Regions from separate parts of the Xenopus laevis genome. Here region 2 is linked to region 1. A link is a contact called in public Hi-C data. All regions are on one chromosome and are shown on one strand. Each heading gives the region's core, a stretch centred on a gene start, on an enhancer-like site or on the middle of the called end of the contact. The rest is flanking DNA. Distances are from core to core; before and after follow the strand shown. Region 1 has its middle 21 kb from the start of atf7ip.S. Region 2 overlaps atf7ip.S (activating transcription factor 7-interacting protein 1).

Region 1 (6,204 bases), core at 1,086-3,585:
TCTGTATAACATTAGCACATTGATTAAGAACAAATTCAAATGAAGATCTGAATATCATTCAGATTCATGTAAATAATGAAAACTAAAATGTGAGACAAGGAGGGCAAACAAGGCAGTACAAATACCAGTAAATGCGCATAAAATACATATATTCCAGTGTTGTACATATTAGCTGTTAAAAGGAGCAGGTTGCAGCATGCTTGAAAAGAATACAAATGATGCATAATGCCAATATAATTAATATTACAGAAGGATAAAAATATAGGAAGGCAAGTCTTTTTTTCAGAAAAGGTGGCAACCCGAGGTAAGGACTGCAACATGTTCCGGGGATCATATAAAAGCAATATGGATAGGGAGTCTAATGACTTATGCATTTTAATTCCCCATTGCCTCCCACACTCAAGCTGTTCCTAGACATTGGCAATACAAACAAATAGCTTCTAACTCTGTTACACACAGAACAGTGATACATGTGCACCTCTTACACACCACAAAGTCATATGGGGCAAATTCACTAAGATTCGTAGTTGCGCCAGGCGTAACTGCGCCGCACTTCGCAAATTCACTAAAATCCGAAGTTGCGCTCAGGGGTAGCGTAAGGTTGCGAAGTTGCGCTAGCGTTGATTCGCGAAGCGAAGTTACGCTAGCGATGGTTAATTTGCATACAGCGCCAAATTCAAATTTCAATGGAGGAATACGTAGAATCACTACAAATGCCTGGGAAACCTTCAAAACATAAAATAAAAATTTTATTTTGCCCTACACATGTGCCCACTGTATAGGTAAGTTGCCATGAGTCAGGTAGGGGGGAAGGAGGGGAGGCCCAAAAACATTTTTGATCTTTTTCAGCCTATCACCCATAATGTAGAAAACACGCCAGCGTTTTTTGGGACTTAGAAAAAATTTTGACTTTTTTTGAAGCAATCCCTATCTACTCTATTGCGCTTCGCCTGGTCTGAGGTGGCGAAGGAAGTCTAGCGTAAAAGGTAGCGTTCAGTAAACTGCGCGCGTTAGTGAATTTGCGAAGTTACGTCCGTAGCGAAAATTCGCCAGGCGTAAGGGTGCGAAGTAACACTAGCGAATCTACGCCAGCGTTCGTTAGTGAATTTGCGCAGTAACGAAAATGACAAACGCTAGCGAAGTAACGCTAGCGTTTGGCGCTTCGGCGCTTAGTGAATTTGCCCCCCAGAGAGACCCCCCCCACATGCAGCTAATAGGTGGAATGATACAAATAAGCCTCCATATGCACGTGTAAATCAGTTATTTGTACAAATAGCCCTTCTCTCCCCTTGTAAGTGGCAGGTCCTCACCCAATACTCACTTTCATTATTTATGTGTTCATTTTTACCTTTCTAGGAACATGAGCGCCATAGCCCCCAACATGTCAGGTCTGCGGTTATTACTAGTTGTATATGTACATCACAACTTGTACAGAGGTCCATTACATCTGTTATCAAGTCGTTCTCTACCCCCATACCACCAAGCTCAGTGCAAAGCTGTCTGTTCAAATAGCTAGTTTTTTTGCACTTCTTAAATAAGTTATGGTTGCAGAACAAAATGGCAATAATAATCTGGCATTTCATGGATGGAGGGTGTGAAGCAGCATGGCCTTTTTGGCAAATGTGACCAGATCACATAGTGGCAAAATGTTGCTGGAAATTATTTTCAGAACAAACCAGAGATATGTGCTGTGCGAAACTGTAAAGTCCTGCACCCAGGCCCAGATTTGTGGAAAGGCCCCGAAGGCCCAGGCCTAGGGCGGCTGATTTTAGGATGGTGGCACGCCGCCCAACCACACCCGCATTGGTTCGGAAGCACTGGGGATTTGCAGGAGATACAATAGTTTTTCCAAACCCCAGTACTCCAGATCCAATACTGAAAAATTGCACATTTGCCCAAAGGAAGAGGAGGGGACAGGCAGCAGGCCTAGGGGCATCTGCTATGTAAATTCAGCCCTGCCTGTACCATGCAAAGTAAATAAATAGCACTTAGTTTCCTCCAACCATAAAAAGGACCGGATTTAAAGTTTTGGGGAAACCCCCACCCCGAGCGTGTATACATTTCCTACTTTGCCAGTGCTGGGACTTTTCCATATGCTGCCCTAGGCCCAGACCTCTGCGGCATCTCCACAAATCTGAGCCTGGCCATATACTCATCAGGAAACCTGATTTATAGACATAGGGGCAAAAATGTACCCAAAGTTACTCATAGCATCCAATTACTGCCACATGGGGCAGATTCTTGAACTGTGTAAAAGTACAGGCTGAGAATCTGTCTCTACACCCTGATCCTCTCTCCGGTGTGTCTGTAGCCATAGTAAGTGCTTCACCCTGGGGGCAGACACATGGAGTGGATTTTGGCTTGAAAATGCACACTGCCCCAGTATATACACATAAGAACTCAGAGTATCTGGCATCATGAACAGATTGGCAATATGTTTCTCCTTACATAGCAGCAACTCCATGTAAATGATCAGTAATGTGGAAAAGAGAGCACAAGCAGCCCTCCCCCACCATGTACAATTTAGGAACGTGTGCAGTGTGCAAAGCACTGTCCTCCCTCTGCACTGTGGAAAATAACAAGGCACCAACCCCTCCCCCCACCACCATATACAGATCAGGACCGTGTGCAAAGCACAGAGCCTTTTCCTCATAGTGCGGGAAAATAACAAGATGCTGAGCCCAACCCCCCACCGAGGACAGACAAGGAACGTGTGCAATGCACAAAGCTTTGCCCTCTCTCTGCACATTAGCTGACTCCATAATATACAGGATTCATTGTTTGTAGCATGGCAAGCCCTCATGGTCGATCATTGTTTTTGGCCATGGGATACAATGAAATATCAGTATTTGTACATATTTATACATTTATTTACACAGGGTTGTACCTTTTTCACTTTGAATGAATAATAAAGATAGTAGTGGAAGCGCAATGATCAAAGTTCTACTACCCATCCCAGATATCTTCCAATTCATACTCCTTAGAAGTGCAGCAGCTTGCCTGGAACCTGCAATTCCCACTCAAAAACCCCCAAGCACATTTTTAAAGGATAATTGTGGTCACTGGGTGACTCGTGGTTCTTCTAATTCATGAAAATGAAAAGCAAACGACATTAGAGATTATAAATAAAATATAGTGTACAATTGCGCCTTATTGTGTATAGTTTGGTAACATAGGGAGCAACTGTTTTGCAATACTTTTTATTGCATCTGGATTCTAGTGCTGAAAGCTGAGCAGGGCCTGTGCTGTTGTTCCCTTGCCTTTTTTTGCTGTTTTTGTATTTTCTTGCCCCTGTTGAAGACCTGTATTGGTCGAAATGCGTAGGGCAAGTGAAAGAAAAAGAAAAAGTGTACAATCTTTTTTTTTTATGTTCCTTTGGAGGTAGCAGGAGTAGGAATAAAAACAGAAACAAAAGAGGTGGGACAAACATAAATAGAGAATTGAGGTAAGAGGGCCCAGAGAACTTGCAATCTAGATAATAAATAAGGCAATTATCACATGGGATGCAAATGTGAAAATCATAGAGAGAGTGATGGAATGTTTCTGCCTTTTTGCCACAGTATACTTCATGCTGGAGGAGCGTTGTAGCTGGGGAGGGAGGGGCTACATTGATAGAAGTCAGCTAACTAAGTAATGCCTGACAAGGCTTCCGTGAGTAGCCAGTAGAGGGCTCTCTAAGTGTAAACATTGCCAATAGCGCAGAAGCTCCAAAAAAAGAAAAGCAATCATGTCAGCCTAGTCAGAAGGCAGGACTAGGTATACTAAGCTGCGTTAAAGAATATGGAATCAATATACATCGTAGGAGAATTTTATTCAGAATAAATATATTAATACGTTTGGGGGGATTCAGTAAATGGAATTATGTCTGAAAAATGAAGGAAAAATATATCTATACACTAGTATACAGACCTGCAACACCGGGTAGCTGTATTACTGTATATACAGTATCACTTAGGTGTGATTTCCTCACGTGAACTGATGTTCTTATTAGATTTTGCCCATTAATTGCACTCTGGGACTTCTCATGACACACAAGCTTTCCTTTAACTATTATGGGAATCTGCCAGGTCCGGACTGAGAACTAAAATAGGCCCTGGCATTTCAGGTACACAGAGGCCCAAACAGCCCCCACCAGCCCACTAAATATTGACTTTCTATGGGACCTTATAGCAGTCCCTCTGGCATTTGCCAGAACCCACAGATTGCCAGTCCGGGCCTGGAATCTGCATCAGCATGTCCTTCTTCAACATCGCCTTGAACAGTGTGTGTTTATTTCATGGTTGTGTCTAAATAACAAGTTGATACATTTCTTATCTTTGTCCCTGCTGAGCAGAATTCCTGAGTTTCATTACAGGCAGCTGTTAGAATTGATACAATAGTTGCTAATATTCAAAATGTAGCAAATAATGTAGCAAATTGTAACAGTTTGGAATGTGCAACTGGATTATTGAGCTGCCAGATTGAAATGCCGTTGGGAGGAGTTCAAACAAGGAAAGGTAACGTTGTATCCGAAGAAATGGAGTCTGAAGCGTTGCTCCGCAAAAGCCGGTATGTCCGAGTGTTCCGCTCTGGCCGCGGCAAGACAAACAATCCAAATGAAGGGGTACGGACTCAACCGGAGTAAATTCGGAACCAATATTGTAAAACTTAAATAGCTTTATTTGAATATAAATTAAAATCACAAATAGCGGGCAGGGGGAAGCGTAGCTTGACGCGTTTTGTGACCTCTGGGTCACTTCATCAGAAGCATCCGGTTGAGTCCGTACCCCTTCATTTGGATCGTTGGGAGGAGTATATGGCTAAGGGGCATGTGGGGGCCTACGGAGAGAAGCCTAGTCATAGCTCTGTGTGCCTTTAGCCTTACAACTTAAACATCAGCTTTAGAAGAAAAAGTGAAAGCAATTGAAAAAAGTCTATATTTATGGTGTTATATCTGAAAATACAAGAACTGAAAAAAGTATAAATGGAACAATCCATTTAAGATCACAAGAATATTTGTTTGGATTGAGTAAAAATCAGCAGTTAATGACATAACACTTATTGAATGTAAATCAGGAGAGAAATGGCTAAACGTATCATCTTGTGGAGTCTAGGCCAGCTGTATGCAAACCCATGGAATCTAGCTGTTTAGTTTGGAAAAGCAAAGTGGATCTTTTGTATTATCTTTTATTAGGGTTCCTTCATTGCCCCAAATGTGTGTATGGAAAAGACTGGACTCTACACTCCTACTAGGACAGACAACTGGGGAATAATTTTTAGTGGTGGATATGTGTGTGTATGTGTGTGTGTCAGTGATTAGCCTCAGTGTGGTTTATATATATATGGCTTCAGACCTCCCTGGCCCCCCAGACACCTACAAGAAGGAGAAGGTAGGTTTAGGGTGCTGGAGAGGGTTGTGGCTCAGCCAGGGGGGCTTTGATACTGGGACTGGGGGCCGGGGGTCTGGTGGTCCATGGCAGCAGCCCTAGTGGACCCTAAGCTCCACAGTCAGACACTGCTAGTATTTGTATGGCACCAACACATTTTACACAGCACTTTACAGTGATTTGACACCATTCACAACAGTCCCTACCCCAGTGGAGCTTACAGTCTCTTGTCCTTGTCACATTCACAAGGACAATGTTTTGTCGGAGGAAACTGGAAACGCATGCAGACACAGGGAGAACATACAAGGTCTTTGCAGATAGTGCCCAAGCCAGAATTAAACACAGGACACTAGCAGGACAACTGCTAACATTGCAAGTATATTATTTTGGTTGGCGTGGTGTATTATGCCGTGACACATATTATTGAGTGCAAGTGATGAAAAAAGGCTGATGAAGCAAATACTTACTGAAAGAGCAAGAGCCAAAACACTAAAGATGATAGCACACCAGCAAACACTGGCATTAGTTCAGGCTGTTTTGATAAAACTGGCCCAACATTTTTTGTTATAAGGGCCCAAAGTTGGTTCCAGAATGAAATCAGATTGATTCAGCAATGATTACTTAGGTCTGTGTATTTGGACATACAGGGTTATTGACATATTTTTTTGTTATAAAGTACTGGCCTAATTGCCATCTTGGAGTCAGGATTTTTTTTTACCTCATTCTGATGCAAATTGTTTTTGCCCCCATCTGGAATATGTACATGCAGACCTGCAAATATACAACATCGCATGTGCAGTGTCTGGCAGCCCTGGAAGGAGGGAGCAAGGTTCAATTC
Region 2 (6,204 bases), core at 2,337-4,836, 79 kb after region 1:
ATGCTTGAGGAGAAGTTGAGCACCTTGCAATGTGTAGTCTTCGAGAAAACCATAGCTGATCTTAAGAGCAGAGTGGAGAAAATAGAATGCAAAAAACATGAAAATATTTTGTATGCAATACAGGTAAGGCTTTATTGATTGTTTTATTTTGTTATGTTGCAATTACCATAATCATGGATTTTTGAAAGATCAATTTTGCACAGCCATCGATTATTCTATTTAAACACATTTGCTGCACTGATCCTGCTGCTTCTTAAAGGAACAGTAACAGCAAAAAATTAAATTGTTTTAAAGTAAAAAAAGTAAAAAAAAAAAAAATCATGTACTGTTGCCCTGCACTGGTAAAACTGCTCTGTTTGCTTCAGAAACACTACTATAGTTCATATAAACAAGCTGTTGTGTAGCAGTGGCGGAAATTGAAAAAAGGCACAGGTTCAATAGTGGATAACATATAACACCATTATGTTCTACAGAGCTTATCAGCTATCTGCTGTGTAAACTGAGCCTTTTCTCCTTTAAATGGCTGTCCACATTGTTACACAGCAGCTTATTTATATAAACCATAGTAGTGTTTCTGAAGCAAAAACAGCAGTTTTATAAGTGCAGGGCAACTTATTACTTTAAAACAATTACATTTTTTGATTTTACTGTTCCTTTAACTGAAACAAAGAATTCATCTAGTTGCTTGGTACTCAAATGGTCGTGTTCAAAATCTCAAACACAGGAGGGCTGCTGAGTGATGCTTGGGACCTCAGCCTTATGTGGAATCCCTACTGTGCTCTGCAGGTCATTCACATAGTTTGAATACCAATAACATACGCCACAAGAGGCCCATTGTCTCCAAGGGGGTATGCACCTGTAAATCCTTTTAGACCTTCTTTGACTGTCCATGTATGGGTGTGTTTTGACTTTTTGCAGATATATGCTTTCAGCTAAAACTCTCTGGTCTAAGTCGGAAGCCCATGGACTTATATGGGGGCCGAAACTATTACATATTGAAACGATATCTAGCTAGGGCTTGTTCAATTATCAGGTTGAGAATGTAAAACTAACCATTACCCAAATATAAAGTTGGGCCCGTGATTTGTTCAGAGCATTCATAAACTGATGATTTTAGCTTCCTATTAGACAAGTAGATCTGTTTGTCTACAGCCACTTTTACTTTCAGTTATGATCTTTATTGTTTTTTTTTTTTACTTTAGGCTAAAATTGCAAGGCTGACAAAACGCTTTGGTGCAGCAAAGGAAGACCTTAAGAAAAGACCAGAGGTAAAACAAAAACTCTTCAGTAAACCTTGCATGATTAAAAACAAGAATCTGCTACAATTTGCCAGTGGAATAGGGGACTACTGTTCATTGATGCATTTGTCAAAACATTACAAGTTAAAAATGTTTTTGGCAATGTGTACAGAAATACATAACAGGTTTATGAGCTACATGTAAACAGCTTGCATGCCAAGAGCACAGTTGCATAAATAAAATGCACACTGCATGGATCACCGTACCCTGTCTACTAAAAGATCAATAAATAAACCTAGTAGAATTTTTTGCCTCTAATAAGGTTTAAACATGCCTTAGTTAGAATCAAGTACATGCTACTGTTTTATTATTGCAGAGAAAAGGGAAATAATTGATTTATTTGATTAATATAATCTATGGAAGATAACAGATCCCATACCAGACCTAGTGTATTAGTGTAAGAAAAATGTACTTTAATACCAGTTTTATTGTACATGGTTAGATGCTATCTTATATTTGCCATCTTATTCATTTTTTTCCACTTTAATTGCCTATATCCTTATAATTTATTTTTTTTGCATTTCTCACTTTGACAAAGCAATCTGCAACGGTCCTCCCTGCATCCCCAGGAAAAGGTGCAAATGAAGCTTCAACTGGCAATAATTCCGTGAACTACAGGTGAGTAAAGAGTTGTAAAAATCTGCATTGGGCCAAATAAACAGCTCTTAAATCTGTAAGTATAGCTGTGTTCAGAATAATAGCAGTCCGACCACTAACCTGATCAGTCACTGTTTATATTTCTACGTGGCAAATATTTTACTAGTAGGTGTAGTAGAGTAATAGAAAACCAACAGTCATGACATGCATGCTGCTGATTCTGTGTAATTGAATCATTTACTAAGGCATTAACTGAAATGTGTTCAAAATAGCTTGTTCCAAATAATAGCAGTGTGGAGTTCAATTAGTGAGGTCAATAATTCTGTGAATTATTAAAGCAATAACAAAAATGTTATAAAGTTTTCTTTATATTTTGATTTGAAATAGAATATACAGTATTCCTAATGCATTTGTGTGTATGGAAATAAAAACTATGATAAGGATTTTGAGCTTTATTCACTTATATAAACACACTGCTATTATGCTGAACATAACTGTAAATACTCATTTGAGCTTTTTAAGCAATTTCAGCTAACCCATTTGGAATGCAGTTCACACTTAACGTACTTATGCCTTCCTGTAGTGTGATGCTTGCTTTGTTTTCAATGTGTAGTGTATTGAAGGATAGCCATGGAAATCAACTGCTATTCTTTTAAACTGTTAACATCAACCAGCATAGAATGACACAGGGAACAAAATGGCGATAGGGATGGTAATCTGAGCCCTCCAATTCCTCCTTCTGTTGAGAATGCGTAACCTTTGTTTCTTTATAAATAAGGTGTTATGCTACATATTGTTGAACTGCTTTTTCAATATCTAAAAAACCAACTGAATCTCTGTTCTTTAATGTCTAATTTTATTTTGGGTAGGAAACCCATTTTGTTTGTTTAATTGTAAAGCAACAATGGAGAGTTGTTTAGGTTTTACCATCATTACCTTCCCCTGTAATTTTCCGAGTTAGTACTCCAATCACCTCTTTGTTGTGACGGTTTTGGCTTACAGATAATCCGAAAACAATTGTGCAGGACTTTCTATCTTCAAGAACAAAAGCAAATAATACAACACAAGATTTTTCTTATTTAAAAACTTTTGGCAAAACTGGCTTTAGCAGAAGCCTTTTTCACTGAACTCAAAAATATGGGTAAAGTACTAATGGCTATGTAGATATCCCCTTTACCCTCCTGTTAATTATGTGCAGTAAATGTATAATTCTTTTACGGCCTCGGGGGACACAGGAACCACGGGGTTAAGTGCCTCCCTTCAGGAGGCAGGACCCTGATCAAAAAAGCTGGACTCCTCTTTCCCCCTCCTATATACTCCTCATGCTTAACGCCCACATTTCAGTGTCTTGCTTCCAAGGAGGTAGGGCCCACGAAAGGATTGACTACGGTCAACTGCTAGCGTTGACACGCGAGGTGAGACCGGAGTCAGGAACATTCCTGTACTCCAGGGTTAGCCCCCATTGCGGGATCCTCTGCTGAGGTTTGTAAGCCTTATACTAAGCCGACCATCCAATCCATCTGGTTTCCACCTACATGGCAAGGACCAAAGATTGGCAACACAGAGAGGCTCCGGAGGGGGAGCTAGCTTCCCCGTAGATGGCCACACATCGCAGGGAATATCCAGGTAAGTAGGCTACTGGCTTACTTTACCGACTGCATAATTGCGCTCCCTCCCCTCACGGCAGCTGCCCCCTTTTCACCAGTTGCCCAAACGGAACAATTTTACCTCCGTCAGGAGGGACGGGACCTGTGCGATGTCTCTTCTGTACTGGAATTCGCGCCATTCTGATGCGGCTTCCGGGGCGGGTGCCTCAATTGGTGCGCTCCTTACCGAAAGTTCTTTTCTGCAGCTTAACTTGCTGTGAGGCGCGGAACCAGAGCACTCCTAAAGGAAGGCTAAGCAGCCTCACAGGCGCATTGGAGCCACAAGGTTTCTCCTCTCGGCGGGGTGGCAGCACCAGGTCTCCTCCATCCTTCTTGGGCACAAGTCAGGTGCTATTAATTAATTAATTAATTAATTAATTGATAACTTAAGGGCACAGCTACAGGGAACATGTTTCCCAGGGGAGGGAAGACTAAGGCCTCTGCCTCTGTAACCTACCTTGCCTGTGCCTCGTGCAACGCCAAATTTGCTAAAGGTCAGGAGGGCCCTTTCTGCAGAGCCTGCACAGCGTCAGGGGAGAATTTAAATCCCGACATAGCTCCAGAGGTTATAGCTCCTAGAGACTCTACCCCTGCTCTCACTACTGCCGGGGGCTCTGCAGGGTCTACAACTTCCCAGCCTAGCACTATGGGGGATAGTTCCCCACCTTGGGCACTGCAACTGTCCCAATCCTTGGCTAGGGGAATTGCAAACCTATCCACTTCCTTGGACAAGTTTGTTGCCCAACTATCCGCCCAGCCTCAGGCTAAACACAGGAAGGCATCGAGCAAGAGAAAGGCTCCTCTGCCTACATCATCAGGGGAATCAGCCAATGACATAGCTGACTCAGAGCTCAGTGAGGGAGAGCCCTGGGCCCATTTAAGTGCCGAGTTCCCATTTCACGATCAGCTGGGGGAGATCATCCAAGGGGAATGGGATTCTCCTGAGAAAAAGTTTCAACCCTCCCGCAGGTTTTTGCGCTCTTATCCTTTTTCCAAGGACCTCACGAGAAGTGGGTTCCACCAGCCATCGATGCCCCGGTTTTGCGTCTATCTAAGAATACAGCACTTCCTGTTCCAGACGCTGCAGCCTTCAAAGATCCCACCGACAAGCACTTGGAGGGATTTTTACGCTCAATTTTTACTTCCGCGGGCTCTACATTCAGACCAGAAATTGCACAGCATGGGTCAGCAGGGCAATGGCGGATTGGACCCCGGAAGCTGCTGGACGGACTCAAAGACAACGCTCCTCGGGCGGAATTATCATTCTTGGCTGCCCAGATGGTGGACGCTAACACCTTCCTGGGAGATGCGCTCCTTGACTCCCTACAGGTGTCGGGCAGAACATCGGCAACTGCAGTGGCGGCACGCAGAGCACTATGGCTCAAACACTGGACGGCCGATCTCAGCTCTAAGAAGGCCCTAACGTCCATGGCATTTAAGGGCAAGCGCTTATTTTGGGACGAGCTGGAGAAAATGATCTCACAGGCAACCGGGGGGAAAAGCACCTTGCTGCCTCAGCCCAAGTCTCGATCCTACACCGGTCAAAGACGTGGGAGGTTTTTTCGAAGCCAAGGGTTTAGCTTGTTGAAATGATCATCACCTCCCTCATCATCGCGTTCCAAGAGCAGGTTCCAGCACAAGAACTGACAAGGATGGCAGCCTCGCAAGAACCAACAAAAACCTACCCCTGACAAGTCCTCATCCCAATGACGGGACAGACCCTCCGGTGCTGAATCAGGTGGTGGGGGGACGCTTGCGTCGGTTCCGGGAGGTGTGGCTCGACAACGTGTCAGACACTTGGGTTCACAAACTGGTGGCAGAAGGATACAAACTCGAATTTCAATCTCGCCCACCAGCTAGTTTATTTCTCTCAAGAGTCACACCAAGAAGCCCGAAAAAAGAAGCCTTCCTCAATGTTGTTTCAGGACTACTCCAAGCGGGGGTCATCGTTCCGGTTCCAGAGGACCAACTCTTCCAGGGCTTCTATTCCAACTTGTTCATAGTATGCAAAAAGGATGGGGCATTTTGCCCAGTTTTGGATCTAAAGGCCCTGAACAAGTTCATCAAATATCGGCGGTTCCGTATGGAGACCATCCATTCATTATAAGATCTCTGAGCAAAGACGAATTTCCTTGGACATCCAGGATGCATATTTGCATGTGCCCATCTGGCCAGGACATCACAGATTCCTGAGGTTCGCCTTTCTACAACAGCATTATCAGTTCATGGCCCTTCCCTTCGGCCTATCTTCGGCTCCGCGGGTATTCACCAAGATCATGGCAGCAATGACGGTGGTCCTGCGCCTTCAGGTCATATCCACCACGCCATACCTAGACGACATTCTAGTGAAGGTGGCGTCTCTAGAGGAGGCCCAGAGTCATCTGGCAATCACCAACAAGAAGTTGGAACAGTTCGGGTCGTTGATCAACAGGAACCAATCCTTCCTATTTCCCACACAGGTGATGCAGTTTCTGGGACTAATTCTGAACACATGTTCCCAGAGAGTTCTACCTCAGGAGAAGCAGAGAAAAATGAGATGCCTTGCCCAACAGCTCATACAGACCAGAGCTCCATCAGTGCGCCGTGCCATGCAAGGCCTGGGATTCATGGTTTCAACCATGGAAGCAGTTCCATTTGCACAGTTTCACTTGCGCCCTCTCCAA

What was found. Hi-C and Micro-C count contacts between places; a contact is called where the count stands out from the background.
Region 2: a Hi-C map of the XTC cell line shows a contact between it and region 1, with 4 times the contacts expected there. The contact joins two enhancer-like sites. A contact is called at or near these places in 2 of 4 Hi-C or Micro-C datasets (the XL177 cell line and the XTC cell line).

What each region holds. Positions count from the first base shown.
Region 1 is chr4S:93,458,451-93,464,654 of Xenopus_laevis_v10.1, forward strand. No RefSeq gene overlaps it. Among protein-coding and RNA genes, the nearest start is that of atf7ip.S, 21 kb to the right of the region's middle. Within about 2 kb of position 2,336, at least 5 of the 7 cell types and tissues checked have an H3K27ac peak or open chromatin away from gene starts, as enhancers often do.
Region 2 is chr4S:93,536,620-93,542,823 of Xenopus_laevis_v10.1, forward strand. atf7ip.S (activating transcription factor 7-interacting protein 1) reads left to right here. Exons shown (of 16, transcript XM_041561581.1): 5 at 1-123; 6 at 1,203-1,268; 7 at 1,837-1,916. Among protein-coding and RNA genes, the nearest start is that of atf7ip.S, 57 kb to the left of the region's middle. Within about 2 kb of position 3,587, at least 1 of the 7 cell types and tissues checked has an H3K27ac peak or open chromatin away from gene starts, as enhancers often do.